Regions from separate parts of the Gasterosteus aculeatus genome. Here region 1 is linked to region 2. Evidence: chromatin contacts called from public Hi-C data. All regions are on one chromosome and are shown on one strand. The core of a region is the stretch at or near the end of the contact, and the rest is flanking DNA. Distances in the headings are between cores, read along the strand shown.

What was found. A called contact is a pair of places that touch in the nucleus more often than the background predicts.
Region 1: a Hi-C map of whole body shows a contact between it and region 2, with 5 times the contacts expected there. The contact joins the promoter of tmem218 here to the enhancer-like site in region 2. A contact is called at or near these places in 3 of 6 Hi-C or Micro-C datasets (skeletal muscle and whole body).

What each region holds. Positions count from the first base shown.
Region 1 is chr7:15,356,884-15,359,880 of fGasAcu3.hap1.1, forward strand. It overlaps tmem218 (transmembrane protein 218), which reads left to right and starts at 1,519. Exons shown (of 3, transcript XM_040182929.2): 1 at 1,519-2,448. The coding sequence starts at 2,339. LOC120822319 (homeobox protein PKNOX2) reads right to left here and starts at 282. Exons shown (of 11, transcript XM_040181907.2): 1 at 181-282. The coding sequence starts at 198.
Region 2 is chr7:15,323,202-15,325,940 of fGasAcu3.hap1.1, forward strand. All of the region lies in intron 2 of LOC120822319 (homeobox protein PKNOX2), which reads right to left. Among protein-coding and RNA genes, the nearest start is that of LOC120822319, 33 kb to the right of the region's middle. Within about 2 kb of position 1,425, at least 2 of the 9 cell types and tissues checked have open chromatin away from gene starts, as enhancers often do.

The DNA of each region.
Region 1 (2,997 bases), core at 269-2,768, 34 kb after region 2:
TCTCTCTCTCCCCGTCTCTCTCTCTCTCTCTCTCTCTCTGGCCTGGCTGACTGTATGAATAATGTCCTGCCTTTTGTAATGAAAGGGGGGAGGGGGTGGGGGGGGGGGGGCGGGGGGGAGACGCTGAAGTGGTAAAGCCCTGCTCCCATGCACTGACATTGAAAATGAATGACAGCTTACCTGCATGCCAATCTTCATCAGACTGACACTGGGCTGACAGCACAGCCTATACTCCTCCACACAGCTGCTGACGTCAGCCGCGCCTGGCCCCTCCCACCTCCATCTCCGCTCCCCGGTTTTTTTCTCAACACCAAGCTGCTGATGCCTTCCCGTGTCCGTGGGAAATACGGCAATCACTAAAGGGGCTCTACAAGAACGCAACGGCGATGCTGATGAACTGATGAAGCACCAAAAGAAGGAAAGACTTTATTACTTGTTGATATTTTTTCCTCATCAGTTTGAATGAAGGAATCAAGACCTACAGTTAATTCTCCGCATTTCTAACACCACACTAATACATATGGTATGTTTCCTGTGTGTGACTGGAAGATGAATATAATATAGACCTGGTAATATTATTAATATTATAATTATTCTGGGTACCATATCATTTTATTGAGTCACTTGGTTCCACATTTGTTGTGAGAATGAGGCATCTCTGGTGAGAAAAGAGTGGAATGTTATACGCATTATGCCTAACAGGGTACACCCCGGATTGGTGGCCAGGCAATCGCAGGGCTAACACAGAGACAAACAACCATTCACACTCACATCCACACACCTATGGGCAATTTAGAGTCACCCATCAACCTAATCCCCAGCTAACCACCACACCACCATTGGCCTCTCCAATTCAGGTTCACCAATGATTGGGCCAGGAATAGATCACAAGAGAAAATAGACCCTGAAAACATCAATAATGAAAATATTTCATAAGACACATATATGGTTTTCCCTTTACGTCGCTGCCTGTCATATACACAACCTGTCTTCATGCGTCTGGCTGCTCTGGGGGCAATGTCAAGATTGCCTGCAGAACAGAGTATAAGAAGCACTGTAGCCAATTGCTGATTAAATAAAATAATATGACATACAATTTAGCCTATCAGCGTCCTTAAATAGATTTAGCCTGGGGGAACTTTAGCCCCGAGCTTGTGCGTTCTTGTCAAAGCTGGTATCGACAGGCGGATGACATTCTAGAGAGCATGTAAAGAGCACAGATTTTTATTGCTATTCAAGCAGACGACACAAATGACAACTGACTTTTTTAATCAGTCAGTTTTTGCTGTCATTAGTTTTTTAAATGAACCAATCCCTCAGTGTGCCTTGTATTAACAATTACTAGGTGCTTAGATTTTACGAGGGTCACTCAAAGGCAACATGATTTTTTCCCCAGTAAGCACTCTGACACTGTGCACCGTGTGAGCGGGACTACGTTTGAGCGCGTGCCCATGTTCGCGCCGCGGATGGTTCAGCCCCCTGTCGGTCTGCATTTGTAATTGCATGCTTCCAAAAGACAGGGTGGGATGGTAGGAGACAGAAGGCTGCTAGCAACGTCTATTCACACCAAAATCATGTGAATCTATTTTTGCCAGCCGAACAAACGGATAGGACAAATTACCTAATGTGAAGTTTTACATTTCAGTAGCTGATGTTGGTGGTTGTTACTCATTTCCCACCGATCCTGGCTCATAAATGAAATGTTTATGGACGATAACGTTTTTATATGGTAATAAGACAATATATTAGCAGGAAAAAAACTTCTAGAGGTAAAGAGAATGCTTCCAGCCTCGAATCAGGATGATATGTTGCATTTACGTACAAAGACGAAAGTGAAAACTAAAATATTTGAAACCTAGGGATGATTAAAACGTCGGAAGAGCTAGGTGAAGTTCCTTGTCTCCTCTCCAGTGTTCGCTTTTCCAGTAACGATGCACGTAAATGGCCCGTCTTCAGTTGGCGCATCCAATCAAACTCCAGTTTGCTGTTACCAGGAAGTAGAAGACGCGACGGAGAACGCCATGACTCTTGAATTGATTGAGCTACTGCGTGTTAACGGGCAGTAAATAGGCATTGGTACAGGGGACCTGCGTATCGAGCATCGATACACTTAATCACAAATCATGCCCTGTTTGCCCTAGCAAAGCAGAGCTAGCAGCGAGAGCTAGCTTAAATAACTGTTAACTGTCTCGCTCTACGGAGGACGTTGCAGTAGCTAATGTAGCTAACATTAGCTAACCTACACTGGTGAACGATAGTTAAATTATGTCACGAAAATCGGTCGTAAACTCTATTTACGCCGACATCCTTGAATAACTGTTGTGGCTGTGGCTTGAAAATGACAAACACCGTTTTGGAAGTGGGCACGGGCGTGTTCATCATTTCGATCGTTTGGATTGCATTTGTTGTGTTTGGGATGATGCTGCTGAGAGCATCTGGATCTGCGAAGTGAGTGAGAACAGCACCTCCACACACTCCTCACACAACCCCGGGTAAAACGTACTGGATCAACGGTTATGTGTCAATGCGAATCAGTAGTTTCCTTAATATCCCAACATTTCCTCCGCTCTATGTTGGTTTGAACGTCGACCATAGCGCACATCTCCTGAAAGAAAGAGAACGTCAGCAAGTGGCAGTAGTACGGTTTCTCAGGCAATTCGGCGTTTGTGTGACATTTTTAGTTCAAATACAATGTAACAAAAAATCCTTTTCAGAAACCCTAGCTCATTGTTGATCATAGTTGTGTGTTCAAGGGAAGACCTATAGGAATCAAAGTCCCACTTAATGAGTTTAGATTAATGAGACAATTTAAGCTGTATTCAGCAGTTATACGTTTTGCGTATTTTATTTCACAATTGCCTGGGTTTCACACAAATATTTCAACTTCATCCTATTATGTTGCTGTCTAAATATTACTAATTTACTCAATAGTATTTGTCTGTCTCGATGCTGCTGTATTAATCCATTGCTGGGATCAACTGTCCCTGCTGAGTACTT
Region 2 (2,739 bases), core at 175-2,674:
ACTGTTCCATACTGTATCCAATTCAGATAAAGTTTCTTATTTGGGTTTGGAAACTGAAATGTGGCGACCGATACAATGTTCTCTGAAGCTGAGAAAAAGTCCTGAGGGTGGCGCCACATGTTCAGCTCTTTTGACTAAGCTCTTGCCTAGAAATTACATGAACTCATTGGTTTTGCCCCACACATTTTCATGAGTGAAGGAAGTGCTTGATGTTAGTGAGGAGGTGTAGAATGATTGTTAAGCGTTCAAAGCCTACGACTTTGTTTGCATCGTAAGTTAGTCGTGGAGTTGGATTTTGGTTAATGCAAGCACTTAAGTAATGATCCTGGTTTGGGTTCAATGAGAATTCGGTAAACAGGTTGCTGTTAGTAGGTTGCTCATTAATGTGTTTGTAATTTGTATATATAATATAAATGGTAACTGCACTTTGCTTTTATTGTCTTCCGACCACTCATAGCGCCTTAAATGTTATCATTCACACGCATTCATACACTGATGACAGTGTCTACCATACAATGTACCAGGTCTATCAGAACTAACCAATCATTCACCCCCCTATACACTGCAGGATTAGTGTGGGGAACAATTTGGAGTTAGGTGTTTTTCCTAAGGACATATGGTCATGGCCTAGCGGAGATGGAGATCGAACTGGTGCTTCTGTTGTTTAAAATGGATTCAGTACATAAAGTTCAGCACCTTGGCTAATTTGCATGATAAGAGCTGCATGTAAAGGAAACTAATCCAATATCCCAGAGTATTCCTTTTGGTTTCAGAAGGTCTTTCTTTCTAAGTAGTAGGCTTGCAAGTATAAATAGGACGAATGTTACCATGGGAACGCACCTGATGCGCAATGTGAAAGTGCATTCAGGTGTACAAAGTCTTAATAAACATGTTATGAGAAGATGCCACATTTACTGTAGCTTTTTATAGTTTACATAACAGGTGCTTGCTGTGTAACTGGGAAATCAGCTTGGATTAGAGATATGAAATGAATACACTATTTAATGAATGGGTTGTTTACTTTAACATACTACCCATAGCTGGAAGTAAGGAGTCTTACTGAAATGGACATACTTCTGTGGTAGTTGACATATTTTCATCTACCCAAACTGGCTGTAACCATCATGTTTGTTTTTCATTTACAAACAAAAGGGTAATTTTCCTTTTAATTTGATTTTTGATTTTTCTTGGATCCGCCTTTTTAAAGAAGTGGTGACAGATGTTTGAGGTGGAATTTTCCTGAACTCCGGTGTTTGTGTGAATATGGTAATAATTAGAAATGTTTTATCAAACTGAAAGTGAAATATTTCTTTAAATGGACTCATCCGTCTTCAGAAGGCCCCTTTGCCCTACCACCCACCACTAGCTCCCCTCCCAACCCCACTACACACACTACACTACCTCACAATGAGATCAGCAGAAGGGAATATTTGAGGAGAGTGGTGGGGGATTAATGAGAAGGGGATTAGCAGGTGGGTGGCTCTGTCTCTGTGTATGCGTACACGTGCCTGTCTGTCTGTCCCGGCAGTGTTGGCAACTTGAGTGGCAGTAAAATTATGGTTGGGAGGGGGTAAGAAGGAGAGTTTGTCTTGGAGAGACAAGCCAGGCCGAGTAGAGAACCTCTGCAGGCCTGACTGAAGCAGAGGATGACGGGGCCGACCGGCATGTAAGACCAGTCTGCATCAGGGGGCCCAGCCAGGGTGATGACGGATCAGACTCTGTGAGCATGCGTAGCAGGAAGGGAGTGAAGAGAAGACATCTGGCAACTTGGTTTGGTGGAGCTAATGGTATGCTACAAGCAACAAAACTGCCAAACGTCATACAGACGGTTTCATTTGTATTTTATTTGAAGGTTTCACTGAAAACATGGCCCTGTTTAGTAAATGTCACAAGCTGTTTAAATACCATCAAAATGAATCCAGTTTGTGTCATTGTCGTTGTTGGTTTATACTTAAATTTCACATGGAGATGTAGAATTTAAACTGCAAAATTGTATGCTTCATTAAAAGATCATGAAGAAAAATGGATGCAATATCCGTCAAACTTTATCCTGCACTGAATGAGTCATGACTGTGAGATTCTTTAAGTATCAAATGTCAAACTATCCACCGTTCCTTTTTTCTATTGACTTTTATCTTGTTTGTGGCCAATGCGTCATCATAAGTCATGCTGCTTTGGCTGCAAGTGGTTTCTGTTAGACAACAATCCCCTGAGTCACTTCATCATGATTATGAGATACAGACTATCAGTTACTATGAGCTTGCATTAAAAGTTCAGTGGAACCAAAACTGAAGTGGAATCTAGAAAAGATGATCCATTTCCAATTCCATTTGAAAAATGAGGAAACAAGTCAATCAATAGCAACAGAGTTGGTTGGTTTTAGTGTAAGTTACTGAGGAATTAATATCATTCTGGACAACTGCTTGATATAAAACAACCTTGATGCTGCATATCACTATGCTGCAATTTCAGGTCAGTAACTGGATAGTTATAAACCAGTATTATAATGCATTTGGGTCCAGAGGGCCTATGGGGAGACGCCCTCACAATCATAGTCTCCAGTTGCTTGTAGTTAACAGGATTTACTTTTAAAGAAGGTGGTCCTGTGATCATCATAAACAGTGTTGATTAACCATAAAAGGGAAATATGTTCTATTGAAGAACGGCTTGTGATGAATCCAATAAGTGCCAACCATAGATTGTGAATACGAAGTGAGCTCTTCGTGGGAGCCTTAAGTA